3 separate regions of the Mus musculus genome follow, and all the other regions are linked to region 1. Evidence: chromatin contacts called from public HiChIP or PLAC-seq data. All regions are on one chromosome and are shown on one strand. The core of a region is the stretch at or near the end of the contact, and the rest is flanking DNA. Distances in the headings are between cores, read along the strand shown.

Evidence for each region. HiChIP or PLAC-seq counts read pairs in DNA pulled down with a chosen protein or histone mark.
Region 2: an H3K4me3 HiChIP or PLAC-seq map of embryonic basal ganglia shows a contact between it and region 1, with 3 times the contacts expected there. The contact joins the enhancer-like site here to the promoter of Parvaos in region 1. A contact is called at or near these places in 1 of 39 promoter capture datasets (embryonic stem cells), 1 of 15 datasets of contacts at CTCF or cohesin (the NIH/3T3 cell line), 2 of 484 Hi-C or Micro-C datasets (embryonic stem cells and nephron progenitors), 7 of 115 datasets of contacts at active chromatin or transcription factors (astrocytes, embryonic basal ganglia, embryonic stem cells and 2 more) and 2 of 9 other capture datasets (adipose tissue and pancreatic islet).
Region 3: an H3K27ac HiChIP or PLAC-seq map of embryonic stem cells shows a contact between it and region 1, with 11 read pairs. The contact joins the enhancer-like site here to the promoter of Parvaos in region 1. A contact is called at or near these places in 1 of 15 datasets of contacts at CTCF or cohesin (the NIH/3T3 cell line), 1 of 484 Hi-C or Micro-C datasets (nephron progenitors), 6 of 115 datasets of contacts at active chromatin or transcription factors (embryonic basal ganglia, embryonic hindbrain, embryonic stem cells and 2 more) and 2 of 9 other capture datasets (liver and pancreatic islet).

What each region holds. Positions count from the first base shown.
Region 1 is chr7:112,534,167-112,537,147 of GRCm38.p6, forward strand. It overlaps Parvaos (parvin, alpha, opposite strand), which reads right to left and starts at 1,517. Exons shown (of 5, transcript NR_154467.1): 1 at 742-1,517; 2 at 582-666; 3 at 315-428. All of the region lies in intron 1 of Parva (parvin, alpha), which reads left to right.
Region 2 is chr7:112,882,504-112,885,484 of GRCm38.p6, forward strand. The region is part of intron 10 of Tead1 (TEA domain family member 1); the gene reads left to right. Among named protein-coding and RNA genes, the nearest start is that of Rassf10, 70 kb to the right of the region's middle. Within about 2 kb of position 1,443, at least 112 of the 459 cell types and tissues checked have an H3K27ac peak or open chromatin away from gene starts, as enhancers often do. A contact at or near this core is called in astrocytes and embryonic basal ganglia, where this site is marked.
Region 3 is chr7:112,840,687-112,843,667 of GRCm38.p6, forward strand. Tead1 (TEA domain family member 1) reads left to right here. Exons shown (of 13, transcript NM_009346.4): 4 at 1,354-1,416. Among named protein-coding and RNA genes, the nearest start is that of Rassf10, 110 kb to the right of the region's middle. Within about 2 kb of position 1,480, at least 98 of the 459 cell types and tissues checked have an H3K27ac peak or open chromatin away from gene starts, as enhancers often do. A contact at or near this core is called in embryonic stem cells and forebrain, where this site is marked.

The DNA.
Region 1 (2,981 bases), core at 267-2,766:
CCTAGAGTGGAACACACTAGTCCCATGGTTCCCCTGGGCCTGTCTTCTCCACTCCTGGGAGCCGAGTGAGGCATGTCTCCAGGCTCTAGAGGAGGCATTCAGTGGTGCTTCTCAGTTGAGTGAATATAATTAGGGATCCTGCACAGGGAGCCTCAAACTCATTATGTATGGACTTGAACTTAGGATCCTCTTGCCTCCCCTCCACAGTGCTGGAGTTGCTGTGTGCACCCGTCCCTGGAGATGGAACCCAGGGCTTCAAGTGTGCCAGCCCAGCCCCACCCACCAGCCCAGCTCCACCCACAACCCTCTTTCACCTTTAGAAAACTTTTTCCATTCTTTTTTCCATACTTGTTTCTCTCCTGGGGTTCTTGGGGTTCCCAGGCATAGAAGTTTAGGGTTCACCAAGTCCTGTGGCTATCCTGTTCTTTCTGGGGAGAAAGAGGAGATTAAGTTACTATCAAGTACAGACCTATGCTATCCACGTAATCCTTATCCCCATGCACTAACTGGGTAGACTGTCCCTGGTCCATCTGCTCTTCCAGCTTACATAGTAAGGGGTGGTTTCCGGGGCAGCAGCTCACCAGTATCAACAACGTCCTCCCCCTCTTTTCCTTCCTTCTTGACAACTTCAGCATGTTAGCTTCTTCGGGCAGACTTACCTCTTGGCTATAAAAGAACCATAGCAAAGTTATACATAAAAGCCCAATACAATGCTGGAGAGAAGAAAGGAAAAAGACTTACCTTCCATGGGACTCTTTCTTAAATGGGGGGAGATTATTCCTAGAAACTCCTAGAACTATTTCCACTCAAAGCTCTGACTAGAGTTGTATCATATGGCCCCCGAGGCAAGGGTGGGGAGCATCATTACTGACTTGAAGCAATCAGGATCTCACTCTAGACCCAGGAGGGCAGGTGGATCCTAGATGAAAATGGGGGTTCTTTCAAAAGGATAAACACGGGAGGAAAACAGACGAACGGCTTCAGCTCTAACTGCAGGAAGCCACATCAGGTCCTCCGGCTAATAAAACCAGAGCAGGATTCGAATCCACCTCTTCAAGTCCCCAAGCCTGCCTCTGCTGGATGTGGACCTCATTTCAGATGGCATTTTCTAGAAAATAAAATGAGATGAAGAAACCCCTTTTCTTGGAGTGAACTAAGGCAATCTCTGCGCCTTCGAAGCCGGCTCTTCCGCTAGCCGTTTAGGGCTTTTATTAAGTTATGACTAATGGCGGGTGAGCAGCTAGAGACTGCACCCTCGGGCCGGGAGCTTCAACCCATTCTCTAGAGTAAACAACATCTTCAGATTCTGCGCCGCCGAGAAAATTCAATCGCGGCCCTTTGTCTTTCCCAGCTCAGGGCCTGGCAAGCAGGCTGCTGCTGGGCCCTGCTCGGGTTGAATAGAAAGGAACCTTCCAAAGCAGGGCGGGCTGTTTTGGGAAAGTGGCTGCTAATGGGGCCTCGTGGGGCGGGGGCCAGGCGCAGACTGAGCAGTTTGCATATTGGCTTTTCCAAACAACTGGCTCTGAGTCAGCGGTTAATGGAACGGGAATGGGGTTCCTGCCCAATGGTTTCTTCCAAACACCCATTTCCAATTGTAAGCATATCTCAGCCTTTCTTCTGGGGCTTGTTATGTCTCTGTGAGTGAATTGAAGAGGCAGGCCAGAGGGCGGGGTTCTGACTGTAGCTGTGTTCATCTGCAAACATTCTGAACAATGCTCTCGGAGGGGAGACCTCATTCAGACCCACCTTTAAGAGTCCCGGCTGGGAATATCATCTTTCTAGTCAGATGGAGATATTTTAAGACCACTGTGTTTATTCTCTGGCTCTAGCTACATTTGGGGCAGAAGTGGATTTTCTTCCTTCACAAAATGCGGACTGGTCAGGAATAGTGTAATCTTGTAATCTCAGCACCCAGAAAGCCAAGGCAAAAGGACTGCTGCAGGTTTGAGGCCATCATGTGCAACATAGTGAATCTGGGAGCAGCCTGGGCTACCTGGCAAGACTCTGTCTCAAAAGAACAAAACAAACGCTACAAATTCTATCTCAGAAATGCACAATAGTGCACGCAGAGTCGGGCTAAAGTTCAGACTAAAGGGTAAATGACTCTTGGCCCAACACTCTCCCACGACCCCACCCTCACCCCCACCCCCACCCCAACAACATGAAGGCCTTTTTAAAACTCCTTGGGTAAATTCTGCATCTGCATCTAGCCTGTTCCCTAAACAGTGATCTTTGCAGTCTGAGTTACTTAATCAATACATACTCGCCAGGTACAGAGTATTAGAGGTATCATCTTAAATAGTAGCAGCAGCTCATATATCCATGGTTCTTTCCAGGGACCAGGAACTCATTTTATCTTCTCAAGAGATCTAAGAAGTTGGCAATATTATTTTTACTCCCATCATGTAGATGAGGAAACTGAGGCACAGGAAATTAATGGGTTTGTCCAAGGTCACATAGCAGAGAAAGTGGTAGAGCCTGAGTTTGAATCTAGGCATCTAGTTCCTAAGCACGTGCTATCTGACCTCTTTGGGAATCTGATAGTAAACAGAGGACAAAGTGTCCCCTGGCTAGAGTGAGGCTCAGTTGGAAGAGTGCTTCCTAGCATGCACAAAGCCCTGGGTTCAGTTCCTAGCACCACATTACCACAGAGCTGATTATACATGCTTCTGATCCCAGCACCACGAGGTAAAGGCCAAAGTTCAAGGTCACTTTGCCTGCTGCTATGTGAAAAACTTTTCCTGGGGAGGCATAATACCCACATCTACTCATCCCAGATAGGAAACCCATGACAGACCAAAGTACAGATATCACCAAAACAGAGTTTGGCGAACCACTGGGTTTTATTGGGGCCATCTACAGGAATATGGCTGAAGGGTTACTTATAGGACGAGAAGTGACTCAAAGATAGCTGTACTACTGAAGCCCACCCCAGTGTGGGTGACAGCTCACAAAGTTGGAAATCGGAAGCACACTGCACA
Region 2 (2,981 bases), core at 193-2,692, 350 kb after region 1:
CTCAATCAAGATCCATTATCACCACTCTGTCTCACATTTAAAAGTAGGGGGCTAGAGAGAAGGCGGCTTGGAGCGTAGCAGTTGAAAGCATGAACTGCTTCTCCAGAGAACCAGAGTTCAGATCCCAACACCCAGTCGGTGACTCAGCACCACCCGTAGCTCCAGCTCCCACAGATCAAACACCCCTGGCTTCCCTGTACACCTGCACTCATGTACGCAGTCGTGCATGCACACAGTCAGGAAAAGAATAAAAATTATAATCTTTTGAAAGTAATACAAGTTAGTTACAAGTAATTCAAGAAGATAAAAGAATACGATATAAAATGTGAGACAGACTCTAGGCCCAGTTACCTGTCAACCCAGTCTGAGGGTTGTACATGGATGGATACAGTATTTGTATACAATTAGGACATTTTCTTACAGCAGTCAGCATTTGAGGATATGTCTTAGTTTTTGTTCTTTTTAGTAAAGATGACTCATTAGCATTAGTAGAATTATTGGGGGAGTAACTAACACTGAGGCCTTCCCATTTAAATTTAAATCCCAGAGCTAGTGTCTATGAGATCACTGGAACGCTTGTGTACCAAAGTACTGGTGATGTGTATCTGCCATGCAGGTTTCACTGGGTAACCTATAGCTTATTCACGTACAGCTGTTATTTCACTGTGTGTGATTGGTTGCCTGGTGGTTGTTGCTTATTTAAGAGGGACATTTCATGGATGGAATGTCCCTCTTAAATAAGCAACAACCTGGGAAAGTGGCAGCATTCTTTGTACACTGATGAACTAGGTAAGGTCAGGCCACCTCCGCTGGACGCCCAGGACTTCATTACCTGGCTCAGTTGGAAAGCAAGCAGTCTGAACAGAGACTTAGTTGGTAGGGCTAAGACCTTGAGTCTATGACAGTTCCAGCCTGAAGCCTACAGTGGGTCCTTACCTGGAGTTGTGTGGGTAATATTAATTGCATTTTTGTAAATGAATACTTGCATTGGTGGGAAATTTGCAATGCAAACAGACAGCCTTTTCAGACGAGGCTTATTGTAATTAGAGCAAGCTTTTAAGATTCTTTGAAGTACTGAATGTTTATGAAATTCAAATGGGGGTGTGCAGTCTGCACAATAAAGGGTCCCGGTGGTGTTTTTAAAAATCGTCTATTTTGTGGATGTAAATATATGCCATAATTAGTGGGAAGTAAGTTGAAGAGCTAGGCTGGCTGAGTTTATTCCTGTTATTCTTATTTAAAACAGCTGTGGCCTCTGCTTCAGTGGTGTTGTGTCAGGGCACACAGACTCCAGTGAATGGCTGCACTCAGGGGCCCACTTCCCTGCTGGCAGCCCCTTCCTTCCCTGTCCCCATAGGCAGGCTGTCTAACTGGAGCGGTGTCCAGCACAACGCAGGCCTCCCCTGCCCAGACCCCTGAATCCTGTGGGGTGGGCATGCAAATGAAGCAGTGTGGGAGGGCTCTGGGGCTGCCAGCTCTCTCCAAACCTACCCCCTCGCTCCCTAGTTAAGCTCAGTCTCTCAGGGCCCCTTTGCCCTGTGCAGAGCAATTGTCCTTTGGCGCCTGTGGGAGCAGCTGCAAAGCCCGCAAGGCGTGCCCTGCCTGGCCTAGCCTCACCATGTGGCAGGCCTGGACAGCCGCCCACAGCAAGGCCCAGCTCCTGGTGCCGCCTGCCAAGCAGCCAGATGCTGCCATTGGGAAAAAATTGCTTCACAATTTGAAATCTTGGTCCTTTGATCATGGCTCAGAGAGGATGCAGAGGGGAGATTCAAAGTGGTGGTTTGAAAACGGCCCATCCATCAGTTCCCATTACACTGGCTCTTGTCAAGGACAGTCCTGGATGGTTTTCATTTCTATAACCTCATAATTCCTGCCCAGCCCTCTGCACACTCAAAAATGAAGGGAGATAAGTTGGAAGGGTATGTCCACAGGCTGCCCCTGCCCCTTTATGTCTTTACCTTAGGGGTTCTCTCCTTACTCACCCAGCAAGCTTTGCCTTGTTAGCCTGTGACACCGCCAAGTGTCCTTTCTATGTGGGCTGTCAGCTCCCTTGTAGCCAGTTCTCCAGAGGCCACAGGGTTTGCAGGGACAGTTTCTCTGTCCTTGGCCCTTTGCCCTGTCCCCTCTTCAGGGTCTGGATCCCACACACCTAGACCAGGCTTCATTTTAAAGATTTTTTTTTTCTCCCTACCCAAGACAGGGTTTCTCAGTGTAACAGTCTGACTGTCCTGGAACTCTCTTTGTAAACCAGGCTGGCCTTGAACTCACAGAGATCCACTTGCCTCTGCCTCCCAGGAGCTGGGATTAAAGGCATGGACTACCACACTGGACTGATAATTGCATTTTTCATGTTTGCCCCAAAGCACAGGTCTCCCCCCCAACCCCTAATCCATGAAATTGAACAGTGAACCATAGCTTTGAATAAATAGGTATATTGAATAAGAGGACAATGAGGAGAAGCCATGCCTTAAGTGTCTCATGTAGCAAAGGCTGGCTTTGAACTCCTGATCCTCTTGCTTTTGCATCCCATGTGTAGATTATAGGCATGTGCCAACATTCCTGGTTTATGAAGGCAAAAGACTAAACCTAAATCCTCATGCATAGTAGTCGAGCACTCTCCCGACTGGGTTACATCCCCAGCCCCAGCGGTATATTTTTGTTGGTATATTTTTGTTTGTTTGACCTGCCTTTGACACCTGCCTCTGCCCCTACCCTGCTTTCCAGAACTTGCCTACAAACAGATCTTGGAGCCTTTAATCCACTCAGCGTGTTAGTAACTTCTTTTTTGTTGGTTTCTGGAGGAAATTCCATAATGTGTCTCTGCTCATGACTTGTGGAGAGTGGTGGGTTTGTATCTGTCTGAGTAGTTACACCTTATATGCCAGATGTGTCATGGAACTCACAAACCAGGGAAGCATCCTGCTTTGTTTACCTGGGAAAAAGCCAGCCTGCTATTTGCACCCATGTGGACTGAATTGATG
Region 3 (2,981 bases), core at 230-2,729, 310 kb after region 1:
ATGGGGGAGCCCTGCTTCCCTGGAAACGGGAAGAAAGGGAATTATCGAAACTCAAAAGACATTTGACTACCAAAAGATCTTTAATAATCTGGAGTCACTGGAGAGTTAGAAATGAGGTGACTGCCACAAAGCCCAAGTCACTGAACTTGTAATGGGAAGGTTCAGAGTCTCCCAATGCAGACACCGCGCTCTCCTTCCATCTCAAGTGCTGAACTGGCCTGTTGGCCAGCACGCTCTGCTCACTTGCCCAGTGACCCCTTCACGGGGGGATCTTCTAAATGTAATCAAGTCCCACTGAAATCGATGCGGTTTTGCTTGCCCAGTGGAATCACTGTGTTAGAGGCCTGTCTGGCAGTTTTTCCACACCCAGCATCACCCTCGGGGTGCCTGTTGGCCACAGTTGGCGACACCACTCTAGTGTTGTTCAGCAAAGCTGAGTGGTTTTTCAGACCAGATTTTTAACTGGCTGGCTGGTTGTATTCACACATCTCTTTTTGTAATAATATGCAGATCCACTTGGCTCCCAGGCGATTCCCAAAAGTGTGGAAGGATTAAAGACATTTTAAGGGGTTGGGGTGGGCGGGGAGGCTCTGCTAACTGGGTCCCATTTTTCTTTGAGATCTAATTTATGTGCCGGTATTATTTCAGCATTTGCCACAGAATCTAGAGTCCTCCAGGAGATCAGAATCCAGCTCACAGCCTCAGCTTTGATTCTGTAGAGCATGCTAATTTATGGACAGTCCTCTCTAAATTGAGGAAGGGGAATTTTCTTTCTCTCCCGATACTGAGATGCTGTAAATATTTTAATTTATCTCTACCCCCGCCTTTTTAAAAATTTCATAAAGAAAGCATCCCTCCTCTCTCTTCTTATGGCTCTCCAAATAAGGTTTTTCCCAGCACCCACCTCTCATCTCTCTGGGTGGGAACATGGAGACGAGCCTGCCTAAAGTTCTGAATCAAGTCACTGCCACGAGGACCCTGTCCATAGAGCTTTAGAGAGGTGCTGGGGGCTTGGTGTCTGGCTGGGACTGTATGTTCCTAACTGCAGAGCTTCGTTGAGATGCAAATAACCTCCCCTACCCCACCCCTCCCAAGGAATAGCGATTTTATATTTGATTTCCTTTTTTTGTTTTTGTTTTTGTTTTTTTTTGTTTTCTTTTTTTCTCGTTTTGTTTCCCCCGCATAAACCCGAAAAATGTAGGTGTCTAGTCATATACAGGTCTTAGCAAGAAAGAAAGTTCGAGAAATTCAAGCCGCCATTAAGGTACGTCTGGCTTGCCCAGTTGTAGGGGGCTTTTCATCTCCATGGTTACAGGCTTTTCCTTTGTTTTCCTCCCTTCCCCTACCCTGCAGGTGTCTAGTCACATTCAGGTTCTTGCCAGAAGGAAATCTCGTGATTTTCATTCCAAGCTGAAGGTATGCGCTTTTCTGCTTTTTGGCTCGTGGTTGCTATGCACCTCACTTCCTGTTTTCCATGGTGACTGGTGAATGCCTGGCGCTGGGATTCTTGTAACCTAGCTTCCTAGCATGTGAGGGCTGTTTACATTTCTTTGTGTCTAATCTCTCTGTTTTTGTACGGGCCTCACGTTAAACTCTGTGTGTGCGCGAGTGTGTGCAAGTTTCCCAGTAACAACGCAATCGCAGTCGCAGCAGAGAGCTGATCTCAATAACTTCAGCACAGAAATGCAATTAAAAGAAGAAAAGAAAAAGAAAAAGAAAAAAAAAATCTTCTAATAACTGTCCTGTAGCAATTTGAGAATCAGCTAATGGATAGTCTAGTATAACCTTAAAAATAAAATAAAATAAAAATAACTGAAAAGGATGAAATTGTCTCCAGTTGTTGTGAAATGACTTTTATAATACATTTAGCACTGATTCTAATTTATGGTTTTGGATTTTTAAAAAAAAAAATTAATGTATCTTTTTTTTTTTTAAAAAGGGCTGGAGAGATGGCCCAGAGAACCCTGGTTTAATTCTCAGAATCCTTATAGCACCTCACAATTGTCTATAACTTGAGTTCCAGGGGATCCAATGCCATTTTCTGGCCTCTGCCAGCAAAACACACATATACATAAGATAAATAATAGTAATTTGAGAAAATACATTTTTATATGTATCTCCTTCAACACAAATTGTCTTCCACATTGTCTGATATGCTGTTTTTTTAGTGGGTCTCCTTAGTAGAGAAAGCTAAACCAGACACTGTGGCTTATACCTGTGATCCCCGTAGAAAAGAGGCAGGGAGGGGCTGGTGAGATGGCTCAGTGGGTAAGGGCACCCGACTGCTCTTCCGAAGGTCTGAAGTTCAAATCCCAGCAACCACATGGTGGCTCACAACCACCCGTAATGAGATCTGGTGCCCTCTTCTGGTGTATCTGAAGACAACTACAGTGTACTTACATATAATAAATAAATAAATCTTAAAAAAAAAAAAAAAAAAAAAAAAAAAAGAAAAGAGGCAGGGAGCATGGCTACAAATTTATAATGAGATACCATCTCAAAAATACAGAAGAGAGCGCTGGCATGGTGGTGCATGCCTTTAATCCCAGCACTCAAGAGGCAGAGGCAGGTGGATATCTATGAGTTCCAGGCCAGCTTGGTTCACAGAGCCAGTCTAGGACAGCCAGGGCTCTGTTACACAGAGAAACCTTATCTCAAAAAACAAAATAAACACAGAAAAGAGAGAAATAAAGAAATCTGCAGATATGGCCACAGGCAAAAACAAAACAATAAGACAAAACCTAACGATGGTCTTGAAGATAAGATAATCAAGCCTGCTTCATGTTGAGCTTTTTTTTTTTTTTAAATATGGGGCACCATTTATAACCAAGAACCATCCACAGTAAGAAATAACTAAATACAAATTTAAAAATTAAGGCACTGATCATTTTAAATTCCGAGTTGCTTTTCCTGCTCCAGTTTAGTGTGCCTGGCATTTACTTCTCTGAAATGGGGTAATTCAGAGCCCCTTGGGAAGGTCT